Regions from separate parts of the Capra hircus genome. Here region 2 is linked to region 1. Evidence: chromatin contacts called from public Hi-C data. All regions are on one chromosome and are shown on one strand. Each heading gives the region's core, a stretch centred on a gene start, on an enhancer-like site or on the middle of the called end of the contact. The rest is flanking DNA. Distances are from core to core; before and after follow the strand shown.

Evidence for each region. Hi-C and Micro-C count contacts between places; a contact is called where the count stands out from the background.
Region 2: a Hi-C map of blood shows a contact between it and region 1, with 4 times the contacts expected there. The contact joins the promoter of LOC102183007 here to the enhancer-like site in region 1. A contact is called at or near these places in 2 of 5 Hi-C or Micro-C datasets (both in blood).

What each region holds. Positions count from the first base shown.
Region 1 is chr1:57,297,858-57,301,939 of ARS1.2, forward strand. No RefSeq gene overlaps it. Among named protein-coding and RNA genes, the nearest start is that of TRNAY-GUA, 3.3 kb to the left of the region's middle. Within about 2 kb of position 2,239, at least 1 of the 5 cell types and tissues checked has an H3K27ac peak or open chromatin away from gene starts, as enhancers often do.
Region 2 is chr1:57,438,758-57,442,464 of ARS1.2, forward strand. It overlaps LOC102183007 (cell surface glycoprotein CD200 receptor 1), which reads right to left and starts at 1,537. Exons shown (of 8, transcript XM_018066089.1): 1 at 1,236-1,537. The coding sequence starts at 1,302.

The DNA of each region.
Region 1 (4,082 bases), core at 989-3,488:
TATGGGTAGGAATAAAAGACGTAAACATAGCGGAAGACCAGATTGAAAAGGTAAGGTGGGACTATCTGAATCTTTTACCCATAAATAAGAAATAGAGTAATAAGTTCTACACTTCCTAGTTCCCTTGAAAAGTAGCCATTAACTGAAAGAAGACTAGTGACCCTGAGAAGTGAAGATTTGGAGTGATTGGATGAACATAGATAGCCTTGCCCTCTGGCTTGATGACAGCTTGCAGATGGAGGGCACCAGAATAAGGAGAAGTACCTCAACTCTGCCAGCTTTACCCAGCTCAGACACCAAGTCCCACCCTGTTAGACGAGTGACATCAACCATGACCCTTTGGCATGTGTGTGAGCCCTGCCAGTGTGTCTTCTGGTTTCTGCTGGCCAGAGCCCTTGCCTGACAACAGCTACAATTTGCAAGTCTTATGTCTGTTTTACCATCCTGCGGAGGTAAGAGTTGGACCATTTGTGCATTATGACCTCACAGTCCTCTGGAGAAGCTGCCAACGAAAGCATGTTTTGGATAGAAATCTTAAAAAAGAAAAAGTAAAAAAAAAATTTAAACACCCAAGACGAATTTGGCATAGGGGTGAGATTTCACATCCAGCTCCTCTCTGGACTCGGCCATTTAGTCATCCTCCAGGATGCAGAGGCTGCCACGGGGAACTGCTGCGGGGAGTGATTAGGTCTCCTTGAGCTGCATCAGCAAACACTCCGCTTTGATAGGCAGTTGGAAAGTAATGGGATTTGGGTTTTAGTTCTAAGGGAATGGTGGAAAATGTTGCAAACAGCTGACCTCCTTTGCCCCTGCTGAAATGGCTGCCTTCCTCTGCACTTTTTATGTTGCTTTGGGGAGAATGACAAAAGACAGATGCTTCTTGCTGGAATGCTGGTTGTTTAATCATTCTTTCTAGTCCCAAGACAGTTACTGTAGTTTCTTGGAGCTAACATCTTGTGCCGTTCCTTGGTTTTCAATATCTTGTAAATGTGTTGTGTTGTGATTTTCCATCGCATGGAAAATGAGAAAGTCTGTGGGTGAGGTTTTTTTGTTTGTTTGTTTGTTTGTTTGTTTGTTTGTTTAAAGGTGTTATGTAGCAGATGGTGTCCTTGGGTCAAAGCCTTCAATTGGGAGTGCATGAACCATAAGCAAGCTGTATTCAGACACAAATACACAGCTTGGTCCATCTCCTATCTCCCATAGCACATCAAGTCTACAGAGACACTCTCGTCCTTTCCAAGGGTCAGCAGCAGCATACAAAGTTCATCTTTCTAGTAGTGTGACATGTGCACACAGCACCCACAGAGGAGGAGACCTGCTTCCTGTCCAGGTTCTGTGGCTCCCATTGAACCCCAGGAAGCTGCACAGTAGACAAGATGCCCTTAAGAAACAAAGTAAAACTCTTCTGTTAGCCACAAACCACCCTGCTCGATAGGTCTCTGTTTTCATAAAGATAACATAGGGGAGAAGCTGAAAAGATGTGCATTTTCATCATCTTAAGGAAGAAGGTAAATGATTAATCTCATAATCGTACACAACAGTTTTCCCAGGAGGATTGCATTCTGAACAACAAGCACATCATAATAGCAATTTAGAAGATGATTCTTTTCTTCTCCCTTAAGAATCTTAACATTTTTTTTTAGTGAATCTTGTTCAATTTTTTTTCTCTGATTTTGAGTCTATGTATTTTGCTCTTTCTCGTTAAATTTGCAATTTCTTTTGATTCCCCTAGCCTTCTTCTGCTTGTGGAGAGGTGATCATTTCTTTCCTCTCTGGTGATTACCATACCTGTGAGGAGCTCTCTCCTCCATGTGTGGGAGGTTTAGAATAGAACAGACATGATGGGAAGTGGAAATCTATGTCCGAGGTGTACCTGTGTGGCGCCTCTGTGTCTTAGAAGAAATGTTTCAGGGAAGGATACTTCATTCAGTTTTTTCTACATACCAATGTGTGCATAAGGGCCTTTCAAAAGCCAACAGAATGAATAACAAGACCTTTTGTTTCTATAGCACCTTTCCTTACAAGGACATTTGTAAGTATAGAAGGACTGGCCTCAAAACCTTCTCTTCAACTGTATTAAGAGCAAGAATTATTTTCATATTTCATGAGGGGGCACCAGAATAAGGAGAAGTACCTCAACTCTGCCAGCTTTACCCAGCTCAGACACCAAGTCCCACCCTGTTAGATGAGTGACATCAACCAGCTGACCCACTGCTGCTCCAACCTGAGGCCCCGTGCCTCTCTTTGGTGTTTCACTGTGTATAACCAAAGTTCTTGGCTCCTTGTTTGATCTTAGAATCAGTGTTGGGTGAATCAGTCAGAAGATTTGGACATTCTGTTCAGAAAACGTTATAAATTCATCAAGAAATGCTGGATCTGCAAAACTCTCCTGGCATTCTCAATAGAATAGCAATCTTCTGTCCCCAGATGACTTCAAGAAAGAAATGTGGGACTTGTGTGAGGAGATGATACAGACAGTTTCCATTGCCCTGAAAGAGACACACCCTGTCACAGCTCCCTGTCTTTTTATCGACGGCGTCCTCTCTTCCCTGCCGTCCACTTGTAGCATTCCTATGCATCTTTTAGAACTCAATCTGATTGCTATCCTCTCCCTCATCAAGGCTTCACATGAACTCTTAAGTTCTGCTTTTTTAACAAAGTCCCAATTTTGTTTACTACGATGAGTGCCTAGAGAAAGGCACTGACTTTAGCCCAATTCCATGGAAGACCTCACCAATGTAACATGATCTCTGGCCCCTTTGCCAGAGATTGGACCTGTAGCTTTGACCAATCAGACAAGAGACGAAGCTTCTGAGGGCTCTAGGTCCTTGTGAATAAGATGGGGTTTGAGGAAGAAATGCTTGGCCCTCTTCCTCTGGACATGCTATGTCTGGTTGTGGCCTTTAGATGGTTGCCATTGTCTCACTTCCAGCCTGAGGATGAAGCAAACACTGATGATAACAGAGCAGAGAAAAAGATAAAATCCAAGTTCTTCAAGGCTTTGAAGAGCCATTGAAATAACCAGACTTGAGGTTGGCCCTACTTCTGGATGCCTTCTTATATAAGATAGTTCAGTTCAGTTCAGTCACTCAGTCGTGTCTGACTGTTTGCGACCCCATGAACCACAGCACACCAGGCCTCCCTATCCGTCATCAACTCCCGGAGTCCACCCAAACCCATGTCCATTGTGTCGGTGATGCCATCCAACCATCTCATCCTCTGTCGACCCCTTCTCCTCCTTCCCTCAGTCTTTCCCAGCATCAGGGTCTTTTCGAATGAGTCAACTCTCTGCGTCAGATGGCCAATGTATTGGAGTTTCAACTTCAACAACAATGAACACCGAGGACTGATCTCCTTTAGGATGGACTGGTTGGATCTCCTTGCAGGCCAAGGGATTGTCAAGAGTCTTCTCCAACACCACAGTTCAAAAGTATCAATTCTTCGACGCTCGGCCTTCTTCACAGTCCAACTCTCACATCCATACATGACTACTGGAAAAACCATACCTTGATTAGACAGACCTTTGTTGGCAAAGTAATGTCTCTGCTTTTTAATGTGCTGTCTAGATTGGTCATAACTTTCCTTCCAGGGAGCAAGAAGTCTTTTAATTTTATGGCTGCAGTCACCATCTGCAGTGATTTTGGAGCCCCCCAAAAATAAAGTCTGACACTGTTTCCACCATTTCCCCATCTATTTCACATGAAGTGATGGGACCAGATGCCATGATCTTCGTTTTCTGAATGTTGAGCTTTAAGCCAACTTTTTCACTCTCCTCTTTCACTTTCATCAAGAGGCTCTTTAGTTCTTCTTCACTTTCTGCCATAAGGGTGGTATCATCTGCATAACTGAGGTTATTGATATTTCTCCTGGCAATCTTGATTCCAGCTTGTGCTTCCTCCAGCCCAGCATCTCTCATGATGTACTCTGCATGTAATTTAAATAAGCAGGGTGACAATATACAGCCTTGACGTACTCCTTTTCCTGTTTGGAACCAGTCTGTTGTTCCATGTCCAGTTCTAACTGTTGCTTCCTGACCTGCATACAGGTTTCTCAAGAGGCAGGTCAGGTAGTCCAGTATTCCT
Region 2 (3,707 bases), core at 287-2,786, 140 kb after region 1:
CTGGGCCCTGTACAGGTTTCTATAAAAACTTTCTACAATAAGATCTCAACTACTGAAAGATTCAGATCATTTGATTTTTTTTTAAATGAGTAAATACTCCATTCAGTTTATAACTAAGTGTTGACTTAATGGTGCTTGTTAGCGAGAAGCATAAAGACTAAGTATTGAGGAAAACTGCCTATTCAGATGTTTAGTGTTGCTTACAAATGTATATTAGTACTAGGTATACCAGTGGTATAAACTTGGACAAATTTCAACTCTCTATACCTCAGTTTCTTTGTAAGGTGGAAAAATGTCTTCTGTGCCTACTTCGTTGGGTTGCTGTGCAGATCAAAGGAGAAAAATTATGTGAAAGCACTGCACAGAAAAGCTCAGTGATACAGCATAGTTACTTTATGTGTGCTCACCTACATGAGGAAAAGCAGATGTTTTCCTGGAAGACGGGTAGTATTTTAAAATCATTTATATGAGAAAAAATAATTTTTTTCTTTGAATTACTAAACTATGAAATTTAAAACCAAATGTTTCCTTGCAACTGCTCCCATCAACTAAAAGTGAAACCTGAAAACTCCCTCCTACATCAACTCCTACCAACCCTCTGCAGTGAAACCAGGACACCCCCACAACAGCCCCAATATCTCCACAACTCTTGCAGGAACCTAGATGTTGAAGAGTGTGTCTTCTAAGCCAGAAAGAGTCTCTGACAGCCCACACATATTAAAATAAATACATCACAGACACAACACCAAACTTCTGAACATGTTATATTTTTAAAAGTGCCTGGTCATCGAAAGTGACAAGAGAACAATAAACTTTCCTCATTTATGCTGTTAACAATACAGACATAAATAGATTGGGATTATTATTTAAGTTGTTTAAGAAGAGACGAAAATAATTCCGCTTTCATCAGATGACTTGGATTGCTACTAGAAAGTAATTTATTCTGCCTCACCCTACAAATGGGGGGCGGGGGGATGAGGAAGTAAGCAGTGGGGTAAAGTATAGATATACGTACAGTGTAGTAGGATAAAAAATAAAATAAGCAAGACAAAGGGGAAAATAAGAATAATAAAGTGAAGTAAATCTAGGAGGAAAGTCTCCCCTCCCCCATAACTCTGACTGTATTTGCTGTGCTCTGCCCCCATAAGAAAGGCAAAGAAAGCTCAGGAAAAGCTGTGACCAGGTTTCTCACCTGTCATTCTCCTGTCACCCTCCCAAAGAAAATTCAAACTCACCTGCAACTAAGAAGAGAGTCAAAATTAGTCGTAGCTGAAGATCAGAAGTTATCCAAGTGCGGGGCATTTCTGTTTCCTTATTTCCTGCCCTTCACTCAGCGCTGTTCATCCGCACAGGTGTAAAAGGAGCTGAGGACATGGTGAGGCTCTGTCTGATTGACTCTTCCGTACTGGGTCTTCTTAGCCCATTAGCAGCACAGCACTCCTTTCCTCCTAGCCCCTTCCTTCAACTCTGTGTGTTTCAGCCAGCTTCGTAACTTGGAACAGAAGAAACTTCTCTGGAACTTGACACAGCAATAGATTTCCTGTATGAAGCACTGAAGCAAAGACAGAGGAAGCGGATTGATTGAGTTAATCTTTCAGCTCATTGGTCCTCCTCTCACTTCTGCTATACACAGATAAACTCTACAGTAAGGCACTGAATGTGCCCAACACAAGCTGATTTGTCTAAACTTGGTTTAAAAGGTAAAACAAGATATTTATCTATATTTGGCCCATCCCTGTAAATTTCCCAGTCATCGTAACTTTTAAAAGTTATCTCCAGGTTGAAGAGGTGTACAGTCTTAGTAACCAAGCTTGAAATAAAAGATTTTTGCTTGAAAATTCTTGTGTGATTTCGGGAGTCACACACAACTCTTGAAGCATCATAAATGTATTACTTTCCTATTACTACTATAATAAGTTACCAAAACTGAGCAGCTTAAAACAACACAAATTAATCACCTTACAGTTCTAGAGGTCTAAAGTTCAAAATAGATTCCATAGAGTTAATATCTAGGTATTGGCAAGGCTGCATTCTTTCTAGATACCTGATAGAATCTGTTCTTTGCCTAGGGGCCACTTAGACTCTGAGTCTCGTGGCTGCATAATTCCCACCAGTGTTCTTTGTTACATCTTTCTGATGGTAATTCTCCTGCCTCCCTTTTATAGAGACATTTGTGATTATATTGGACCCTCCAGATAATCCACGATCACCTCCCCATCTCATAATCGTTAACTTAACCACATCTGCAAAGTCCCATTTCCTGTGTAAGGCTACACATTTACAAATTTCAGAGGTTAGGACATGGATATCTTGTGGTGGTGGTTTAGTGTGGTGGTTTAGTATGATGGTGGCGGTTAAGTCGCTAAGTCATGTTCAACTCTTGCGACGCCATGGACTCTAGCCTGCCAGGCTCCTCTGTCCATAGGATTTTCCAGGCAAGAATACTGGAGTGGATTGCCATTTCCTTCTCCAGGGGATCTTCCCAACTCAGGAATCGAGCCCAGGTCTCCTGCATTGTAGGCAGATTCTTTAGCAACTAAGCTATGAGGGATATCTTGTAGGGGAGCATTATTTTGTCTATCACAATTTGGTACTTATTTCCATTCACTTTCATGTTTGAAGAGCTAGAATGTGTCATATGAATCAAACTACAAATAAATACTCATCTTTAGTTGCCACAGAACTAAATTAGATGTAGATTTAGATCTAAAAATTTAGATTTGCCAAAAAAATACAAATGAAAACTGTCTTAATGTTACTATTCATATGTATTTAGATTACGTTTAGGAGGAAAAAACTCTTCTCTCTGCTAAGAGTTCCCTGCGGCTGCTGCTGCTGCGGCTGCTGCTAAGTTGCTTCAGTCGTGTCCAAATACTGCAAGGCAAAACTCTCCAGGAAGGGGAAGAAAACATTGCAAACAGGAAAATATTAAACAACATGCATTTTTTTTAAAGCTAGCAGTTCCATCTTGCCTCTTGCCAAACTGATATATATATATATATATATATAAAATTTTCTTTTTCCCTCTCTGCCCCTTCTCAAGCTTTTCTTCCAGTGAGTCAGTTTGATTAAGGCAGTGAAATCAGGTGTTTGCAAACTTGGAATACTAGAAGAGGTATTGTATTGAATCTCGGCTGGATGATATTAGGCAAGTTTCTTGATCGAGTCTATTACCTTCCTTTCCCATTTAATATTATATTGGCATAAGCCTTTCCTCGGGTCAGCAAAAATTCTTGATGATCATTCATTTTAATGCCTTTTTGATGACACAGCCAAAACCAGAACACAAAAGGGTTACATGATCTGCCTGAGTCCCCAAACTGACTTGGTGACACAGCGGGGAGTAAAACTCATATTCCATGTTTGCCAGCCCTCCGTTCTTTCCACTTTAACTCCTCGGGTTTGAAATTTCAGGCAACACCTTTAAAGATGCACTCGTCTCAGATCTGACCACAACATACAATCAGTGTTTTAAGAGTCAAGTGAGTAGTGTGAAAAGCCATAGAATTCTCAGAATAGATTTGGAGGGATGAGACCCTCTCTCCCCACTCTTATATTCCTTCCATCCCAAAATCCCATTCCCCTAACCCCCCAGCTCCCACCTTGACCTCTTATGCAAAGCAATAAAGAGACCAAGAGCTTTTTCGTACTGCTGCTGCTGTTGCTAAGTCGCTTCAGTCGTGTCCAACTCTGTGCGACCCCACAGA